Regions from separate parts of the Mus musculus genome. Here regions 2 and 3 are each linked to region 1. Evidence: chromatin contacts called from public HiCAR-type and promoter capture Hi-C data. All regions are on one chromosome and are shown on one strand. Each heading gives the region's core, a stretch centred on a gene start, on an enhancer-like site or on the middle of the called end of the contact. The rest is flanking DNA. Distances are from core to core; before and after follow the strand shown. Region 1 holds the start of Mrm1 (mitochondrial rRNA methyltransferase 1). Region 2 overlaps Tada2a (transcriptional adaptor 2A). Region 3 holds the start of Bcas3 (breast carcinoma amplified sequence 3).

Region 1 (2,826 bases), core at 97-2,596:
TCCTGCCTCCCCCCCCCCCAGCTCTCCAGCCAAGTTTTGGCCCTCACCCTGGGGTCCTTACCACGGCTACAGAGTATCAGGGTCTGTCTCCTACTACATTTCACTGTAACAATTAAAGAGAGAGATTACAACCTACTCTACCTTCAGAAGTATCTTTCAGTTTTTTCCCCCCTTCCTGGTGATCAGTGTGGTTGGTGTCTCAGAATTCCTTCCAGGTAGCTAGGAAGGTGGGTAGATTCGGAACATCACTTCTGGAGTGGGCACAGGAGATGGTTAGTTCCAGGCCAGCCATAGGAGCCAAGGATACAAATGTCCCCAAAATACATAATTAAGTACATCCACTGCTGCTCTAGAGGACCCATGTTGATTCCAGTCCCAGGGAGTCCTACATCCTCCTCTCTCTCGCTGGGCCACCAGGCACACATGTGGTGCACAGCCACACGGACAAACAATATGCCCGCACATGTGAAAGAATTTTGAAAAATAAGTTGGAGCCAGGTATACTAATACTATTGCACACCTTTAATCCCAACATTTGAGAAGCAGAAGCAGGGAGACCTCTGTGGATTTGAGGCCAGCCTGGGCTACACAACGAGTTTCAGGCCATCCATGAGGGCTGCTTAGTGAGACATTGATTTTAAAAAAGAGGGGGTGGGGGCTGGAGAAATGGCTCAAATGTTAAGAGCACTGGCTGCTCTTCCAGAGAACCCTGGTACAATTCCCAGCACCCACAACTGTAACTTCAGTTCTTGGGGATCCAACACCTTCATAGATGTACATGCAGGCAAAACAACAATGCACATTAAAAAAAAAAAGGAATCATTAGGAAAAGGGAAAAGGTTTAAAAAGATATTTTAAAAGACTAGGCTGAAAAGAGCCAGTCTGGGCAGTGAGCAAGGAAGTCGTAGAATTACCATGGGCCAAGGGCATCGGCTGCTTGTCAGCAGAAATACCGTAGGCTCGTTGGGGCTTTCGGGAGATGGGAAATATTCTAGGGGTTCTGCTGGCTGGTGCTGAGGGTCTGACAGGATATGCTTCTGGGAGAAAGTCCCAACTATGACATTGTGCCAGGATGTAGGATGGCTCCAAGACTGAGGATTGAACAGATGGCCAAACCACTGACATGCGGTGGTCTTTGAGGACGAGCAGGTGAACGCCTTCTAACTTCTTCCTTCACCCGGGAGCAGTCCAAGGTTAGCTCAGCACCAGCACAGCCTCTAGGCTCGCCTGCGTCAGCGGAGGCAGTGCGACTCACTCCTGTAGGGGGTGCAGTGGAGACGTGGTTGCCGCCAAGCGCACATGTGCGTCATCGGACAGGGGGCTGGGCCTCCAGAACCCGGAAGCTGGGGACCCACGTGGGAGGCTGGGAGGTGACTGTCTTGGCTCGAGGGTCAGGTTGTGGGCAGTCCTTGTGAGGGGACGAAGTGTGGGAGGTCAACGGGTCCTCCCCAGCTGTCTGTCAGTGGAGTCTCGGGCGCTGCTGGAGCAATGCGGCGACTCTGGACGGTCGGGTGCTTCAGTCGCCTGATTGCCCGCCATTTCTCCTCGGTGGCTCGGCGCGGGGAACGGCCTGGCGGGGAGGAGCTGAGTCGCTTGCTTCTGGATGACCTGGCGCCGGCCCAGCGGCTGGAACGTCTATTTGGCTTGTCCCCATGCCTCCTGGCCTTGCGGGCTGCCCGTCGGCGCGTGGCCCGGCTCCTGCTCCAGGCCGGTAAGGCTGGGCTGCAGGGGGAGCGAGCCGAGCTGCTCCGGGTGGCCGAGGCTCGGGGCATCCCTGTCTTGAGGCCCAGGCGTCAGAAACTGGATGCCTTGTGCGGCTACCAAGTGCACCAGGGCGTGTGCATGGAGGTGAGCCCGCTGCGACCCCGGCCTTGCGATGAGGCGGCAGACACGAGCTCAGGCGACGACCCTCAGCAGCTGTGGCTCGTCCTTGAGGGGCTCCAGGATCCCCGCAATCTTGGGGCTGTGATGCGCTCCGCTCACTTCCTCGGCGTAGACAGAGTCATCACCAGCCAGAGAAACAGGCACGGACGTCCCTTAATTCAGTTTACGCCCAATCTGGAGGCGGAGCCAAGCTCCTAAGCACTGGGCGGGGAGCCCCGGGGTGTGTAGGGCGCGGGGCTAGAGATTTTCTGGTTTTAACACGGATCGTGGGGATCCTTTGCAGCTGTCCGCTTACTCCAGTAGTCAGCAAGGCCAGCGCTGGGGCTATGGAGGTGATGGACGTGTTCGCCACTCCTGACCTGCCCGGTTTTTTGCAGGTAAAATGGGGCGAGAGGGGAAGAAGAGGCGGAGGCGATGACTCTAGTTAGGGATGTTAAAGCTATCTCCAACGCAGTGGATTGGGGGAGGAGGAAGAGAAGGGACGTGGTGGCATTGATTCCTACGACCTTCTAAGTCCCACCAGGAAAGATCCCAGGGCCTTTTAAATAGAGCATCGTCTGAAGTTAGGGATTTCCTCGTCTCATTTACTACACGCCATGGCCACCTGTGTCGGCAAGTCAATGTCTGACAACCGTGGGACTTCAGCAGTACTCCAGGGAGCTGGTGGACTGGAGTCGTGGGTACCCGGAAGCTCAACTTCAAAGCGATTTAAACAAGGCTTTCCAAGGGGCGAGCTTTAGTGTTCTTTAGCTGTGTGTTTCCTAGCTAGACTCTAGGGGGCAGCATTGCCCCGCATTTGGCAGTCCCTCCACCCTCTATCCTTCCCCTGTCCCCACCCTCATCCCTCAGTGAGAAAATAACCTTGAAAAGAGGCTGAAGAAAGCTGCCTGATAAACTTATATTCAAGCCATATGTCTAATTTCAGATTTTTCCAGTAACCAT
Region 2 (2,826 bases), core at 229-2,728, 720 kb after region 1:
TTCTCAGAACTGTTGATTTTAAATTACATTATTGTTATTATTTAGGTATACATTTGTGCTCCTGTGTGTATGCCTGTACACATATATCTGGAAGTCAGATGGCAACCTTAGGAGTCATTCTTCAGGTGCTGCCCCGTCTTTTTCTTGAGACAGCCTCTCACTCTAGCCAGAACTTGCCAGGTAGACTAGACTAGATGCACAGTGAGCCCTGGGGATGTGGCTGTCTCCAACTCCCCGAGAATTGTAAGTATGTGCCACCACGCCCAGCCTTTCTTTCAAGTGGGTTCAGGTTAAGAGCTTTACCGACTGATCTGTTTCCCCAGCTCCGCTTCCCATGTTAGAAATGGAGACAGCGTCTTACATAGCCTAGAGTCCCAAACTTGCCTTATAGCCAAGGAGAGTTTTGGGTTTTTTTTTTTTGGTTTTTCAAGACAGGGTTTCTCTATGTAGCCCTGGCTGTCCTGGAACTCACTCTGTTATCAGGCTGGCCTCGAACTCAGAAATCTGCCTGCCTCTGCCTCCCAAGTGCTGGGGTTAAAGGCATGCACCACCACCGCCCAACTTTTTTGTTTGTTTGTTTGGTTGGTTGGTTGGTGTTTTTTTTTTTTTTTTTTTTTTTTTTGGCAAGGATAGTTTTGAACTCCTGATTCTATGTCCAGCTCCTGGGTGCTGCATTTACTGGGATGTGTCACTTTCCTCCACACTGGAGACTGAGTGTTGTGAACTGTATGATACACAGATAACTGCTCTTAAAGAGACTATTTGGGAAGCACTGGAGATCAAGGGCGTGTCTTCCTGGCAGCACACTGTCAGTACCTTGTTTATGGCTCTGAGCTCTTTGAGTAGCCTTTCTGACAGCATAGCCATGGCTGACACATGCTGTCCCCAGCAATCTCTCAGAACAATAACTAAAGTAGTCCAAGAGCCCAAGAGACTCAGGAAGGAACAAGAAGGAACGTTTAAGCATACCTGGCACACGGAGGGGCACAGATTGGTGGGAATCGGGACATTGATTCAAGCTTGGGCTTGCTTCTGAGTCACTGTGGAATCCTGGGCAAGTCCTTGGAGTCCTGTTTCTTTGTGTCCCATATCAGTGAAGAATGACACCAATTAGTCAGGGTGTACATGTGTCCAGTGGATGATGGTGTGCAATGCAGGCTGGTGTTATTATTCCATACCATTGTACTTCTAATACAGCTGGGCATTAGCAACATTCCTTTCAGACTCCCTCACTCATAATACTGAAAGGAATTTGGGCTGATGCCAACAAGCTTTCTTTGTGTCACCCAAAGATTTGTGTTGATTCATGGAATTTATCCAATAAAGTCAGCTTTGTAGTCTATTATAGAGTCATGGGTGCAATAGAGTGATAGTTAATTACATTCCAAGTATACCAGAAGGTTCCTACCATGGGTCCAGGAAACGCATGTCCCGTACAGCAATGTCTGAGGAAAATAAGGAAGTTCTGTAGTCTCGTGAGTGGTACTGTCTCCTACCTTGTTGACATAAGCTATTGCTGGTGCAGAAAGAAACGAGGACTCATTAAGTCTCCAGTCTTGTGACACTGTGAGATTTCCAGGCAGATGCTTAGTGAGCCGGCCCACTAGGCTCACCTCTTTTTATCTGCGGAAAAAAATCTCTCTAAATATGTGGACAACCCCTTTCTTAAAATGTCCCAGGGTCCTAAACTTATGGGTGGATCGTCTTTCTGGTTATTGTCCTATAACCCAGGGAAGTGAAGGCACCAGGCACTGTGGGCTGAGTCAGGGTTTGCAAGGCTTCTCAGGGTTATATGCTAGCATAGTTTGCGCTCCCTCTGGCTGGTTGGTTTCAGACTAACTCTGTCGCCAAGGCTGACTTAGAACTTGCCCTGTGGATCAGGCTGTCCTGGAATCCTGCTGTGTCCGTCTGTTTTCACACACTGATACTTCACTCATGTGCCACCATGCCAAACATGCATGCCATCTCTCTGTGAAACTTCACTTCATCAAGGCTCCTCTGCCAGCCATGGACCCCCTTTATTCTCCACAGTGTATTTCTTCTATTTAAATTCCCAGCTTTTAGACCTTTAACTGTATACCAGAGGTCCAGCAGATCTTTCTGCATTCACTTGTTACTGTCTCTCATTTTATAGAAACCAGTTGTATATGCATAGGTAGAAATGCTATAATAATACTAACATTAATACTACTATTAATAGCTAAGATATATTTCATTTACTGTTTGCCAGGTGCCATTTTAAGTCCTTCACATATATGAATTTTTTTTCTATTGGAACAGGGTCTTGCTATGTAACCTAAGCTGCTCTCAAACTCTTTTTTTTCTGTTTTAGCCTACTGCATGGCTTATGGTATGCACCACTTCACTTAGCTCTGTGAAGTCATCTAATACTTACAAGACCCTCTGAGTTGAGAGTTACCATTATTTTGGCTTTACAGATGGAGAAACTGGAAATTATATACAAGCAGCAAGTAGCAGAACCATTCTCAAGTCTGTCCTTAGCATTGTACAATACCATCAAGATTTTGTTGGTTTTGAGGGTGTTTTGCGGGGGTAATTTATTTAGTTCTATGTGTGTGGTATGTGTGTGCATGTGTGTATGCCATGACACTAATATGGAGGTCAGAGGACAACTTGTAGGAGTTGGCTCTCTTCTTCCATCATGTGAATTTCAGGGATCAAAGTCAGATTGTCTGGTTTGGTGGTATGTGTCTTTATTACTGAACCATCTCAGTGGCCCCTCTTTTTCGTTTGTTTTTGTTTTGTTTTGTTTTTTTGGTTTTTTGTTTTGTTTTGTTTTGTTTTTTTGGTTTTTTGTTTGTTTGA
Region 3 (2,826 bases), core at 233-2,732, 530 kb before region 1:
TCTGAAAGTCAAGACAGTTCAGTCTTTGGCAGAATCTTCCTATAATTTATAACTAGGAGGAAAAGAGACAGAGAACTAAATGGGAACTATATAACACAGGATCACTTAGAAAAACAAATATAGGGCTGAAGAGATGGTTCAGGGGTTAAGAGCACTGACTGCTCTTCCACAGGTCCTGAGTTCAATTCCCAGCAACCACATGGTGGCTCACAACCATCTGTAATGGGTTATGAAGCGCTCTTCTGGTATATCTGAAGACAGCGACAGTGTACTTACATATATAAAAATAAATAAATCTTTAAAAAAAGAAAAATAAAGAAATGCAAATATAAAGCTCAGTGGGACATAACATACCAGCAGTTCCAGTTCCCAGGAGGCTGAGGCAAGGAAATTGCCTTGAGTTCAAGGGCAATGTAAGCCTGAGATTCTTAGTATTTTATTTTTAAAAATATAATAATAATAATAATAATAATAATAATTTAAAAAGCTGGTCACAGGTGGTGATGCATATGCATGCCTGAGAGGCAGAGGCAGGAGGATCAGGAGTTCAAAGTCAACCTTAAGGGCACAGCCATATAAAGACCAGATGGCCCATGTGAGCCTCAGAACAAATACACGTAACAGGATACCACTCTGCCTTCAGATAAATCTGTTGAGGACAGATAAAACTGTGTAGCCACATTTAAATAATATTTTAACCTCCAGCTATTGTAACGTAATCACCAGCGTGTAAACAAATTTGGAATATAAACTCGTATAATATAAGGAGCCTCTGGATTTTCCCACAGTCTAAGTAAGTCCCAGACCTTGACTATCTAATGAGTTTCTGAATCATAGAGGTGGTTTGGAGAGTACAGAGTCTGCTTCATTATGGTTAAAGGGGGACTGGCAACAGAACTAAAGATGTCTTACAAGGCTCAGGAAAGCCCACAGCCTAAAAGCATCACTTTTAAGAAGGGTTCACTGTACCACCTCATTTGAAAAACCCCAAACTGTTGATCCCCACATTCCTATACAACCCAAACAACCCATTGTCCCAACTAGTCCAGCTACCCCTTTCTTAGGCAGTACCTTTCACCAGACCCCTCAGTACTCTCATCTTCATTCCACCCTCTATTACCCGAACCAGTCTCCCCACCTCTGTCCTTTAAAGGCCTTGTCACTTGAGAACAGCTCCTCGAAAGCCCCTCGGGCCCCACTCTCCCCAAAGTCACGGGAACAACACTCCACACTTCACCTCCAAAGCCCTACCACCACTGCCCCCGGCCGCCCTCTGGCCTCTTGCCCAGCTCTCCTCCAGTTTCAGCACCTTTCCCCGTCAACTGGGGCTGGTCAAGCCCTGTTTCCTCATGCTGCCTGTCCCTTTCCCTCTCCAAACCTCCCCTAAGCCAAAGACCCGCCAGCCCTCTCACCGGCCGCTCCGCCGGTAAACGCTGTTCTCCAGCTTCAGGCTCACTGTTTGGAGTCTCCCTCGTGATTGACGGCTAGCACTTCCTACCACGCCTCGGCGGAACCACCGCATCAGCCAATCCCAGGAGCAAACTGGCCCCGGCGCGGCACCGCCCTTGGAGGTCAGCTTCGCCAACCAGCGAGTAGGAAAGAGGCGGACCCGCCTTCAGAATCCATCCAATCCGCTGGGGCTGGAGGGAAAACACAACAGTATGGAAGTTCGGGTGAAGCGGGTGGGTCAGGTTCGGTTGTGAATGCAGGCGGCAGGGGAGAAAAGGCAGGCGTGTCTGCGGGCCTGGAAGAGGCACCTTGGTGGATTTTCTGTTTTAAGGAAACGCTACATGCACCAAATACCTGCGGACCTCAGCCAGAAGTCTCCAGCGAGGAGCCCGAAGCCAGGTATACTGGTGTGTTTACATCGAATTCTCGCGACAGCTGATTTGAAGCTAAAAGCACGTGGACGTGGCAGCTGCCAATCACTTTTACCTGACCACTCAGGCTGCCCGAGCCCGCCCTCCACCCCGCCCGCGGCGCTGTGTTTACCTTCCGGGAGTCTAGGCTGGCAGTCCGTGTTCAGTCCCCTGCTGAGTACGTCTTGCTCTGAATAAGGGGGCCTGTAAGAAATTTTGTTGGAGTCCTTAATGGTTACTGTCATAGGAATGGATGTTCGTGAACATCTGGAAATGGAGAGGCCCCAGACTTTGGAAGGGGGAACTTGTTGCACAATATAGGGATCCATAGAGAGTCTAAGAAGACTACCTGGGGCTTTGCAAGATGGCATTGGATACGTCTTAAGGGTTCATGGAGTCTCAAGTAGTCGTAGGCCGGGAGCTCTTGCTTAAAGAAACCCACAATCACACTCCTAGCTTTCCCATATATCTTTCCCCTGAGCACCTAGTAACCTGTACCAAAATCTCTTTTTATGGGATTCCAGTAACACATGCACTATATTCCCTATATTCCCAGCACTGGTGTACATAACAAGTTCTAAGCCAGTCCAGTGCCACCAAGTTTGAAAACACTGTCCCTTCCAAAAAATCTTTTTTAATAAGATATAATTCTTTTAAAAATAATAAACGGGCCTGGAATTTGGACATGATGCTCCTGCCTAGATGTGGACTAGGCGGCTAGGTATGACCAACAAGGAATTCGTAAAAGTACCTTTGCCTATCATACAGGTTAAAGTAGACTTTTTAGGCATGTCATCAGTGTCAAGAGTTAGCTGGAGGTCGTGGTCAAGGCCAAAAAAACTCATTTCCATGGCCATATGTCTTAGTTAGGGTTTCTATTGCTGTGACGAAACACCAAGACCAAAAGAAACTCGCTGGCTGGGCAATGGTGGGGCACTCCGAACTCCGAGCACTTGGGAGGCAGAGG

Evidence for each region. Promoter capture Hi-C pulls out the DNA fragments that hold promoters and counts their contacts. HiCAR-type assays count read pairs that join an accessible place to other places.
Region 2: a contact with region 1 is called in a HiCAR-type map of astrocytes, with 6 times the contacts expected there. The contact joins the enhancer-like site here to the promoter of Mrm1 in region 1. A contact is called at or near these places in 7 of 39 promoter capture datasets (the 3T3-L1 cell line, the HPC-7 cell line, cranial neural crest and 3 more), 2 of 15 datasets of contacts at CTCF or cohesin (embryonic stem cells and large pre-B cells), 2 of 484 Hi-C or Micro-C datasets (bone marrow-derived macrophages and stem cell-derived motor neurons), 18 of 115 datasets of contacts at active chromatin or transcription factors (PVALB interneurons, T-cell acute lymphoblastic leukemia, astrocytes and 15 more) and 1 of 9 other capture datasets (liver).
Region 3: a promoter capture Hi-C map of erythroid cells shows a contact between it and region 1, with 12 times the contacts expected there. The contact joins the promoter of Bcas3 here to the promoter of Mrm1 in region 1. A contact is called at or near these places in 1 of 39 promoter capture datasets (erythroid cells), 6 of 484 Hi-C or Micro-C datasets (CD8 T cells, embryonic stem cells, natural killer cells and 2 more), 1 of 115 datasets of contacts at active chromatin or transcription factors (memory CD8 T cells) and 2 of 9 other capture datasets (macrophages and pancreatic islet).

Annotation. Positions count from the first base shown.
Region 1 is chr11:84,818,035-84,820,860 of GRCm38.p6, reverse strand. It overlaps Mrm1 (mitochondrial rRNA methyltransferase 1), which reads left to right and starts at 1,346. Exons shown (of 5, transcript NM_145433.1): 1 at 1,346-2,024; 2 at 2,168-2,261. The coding sequence starts at 1,489. It overlaps Dhrs11 (dehydrogenase/reductase (SDR family) member 11), which reads left to right. Exons shown (of 7, transcript NM_177564.5): 7 at 1-133.
Region 2 is chr11:84,099,778-84,102,603 of GRCm38.p6, reverse strand. The region is part of intron 8 of Tada2a (transcriptional adaptor 2A); the gene reads left to right. Among named protein-coding and RNA genes, the nearest start is that of Tada2a, 28 kb to the left of the region's middle. Within about 2 kb of position 1,478, at least 21 of the 459 cell types and tissues checked have an H3K27ac peak or open chromatin away from gene starts, as enhancers often do. A contact at or near this core is called in astrocytes, pancreatic cancer cells, stem cell-derived neural progenitor cells and 1 more, where this site is marked.
Region 3 is chr11:85,351,820-85,354,645 of GRCm38.p6, reverse strand. Bcas3 (breast carcinoma amplified sequence 3) reads right to left here and starts at 1,482. Exons shown (of 24, transcript NM_001166643.1): 1 at 1,413-1,482.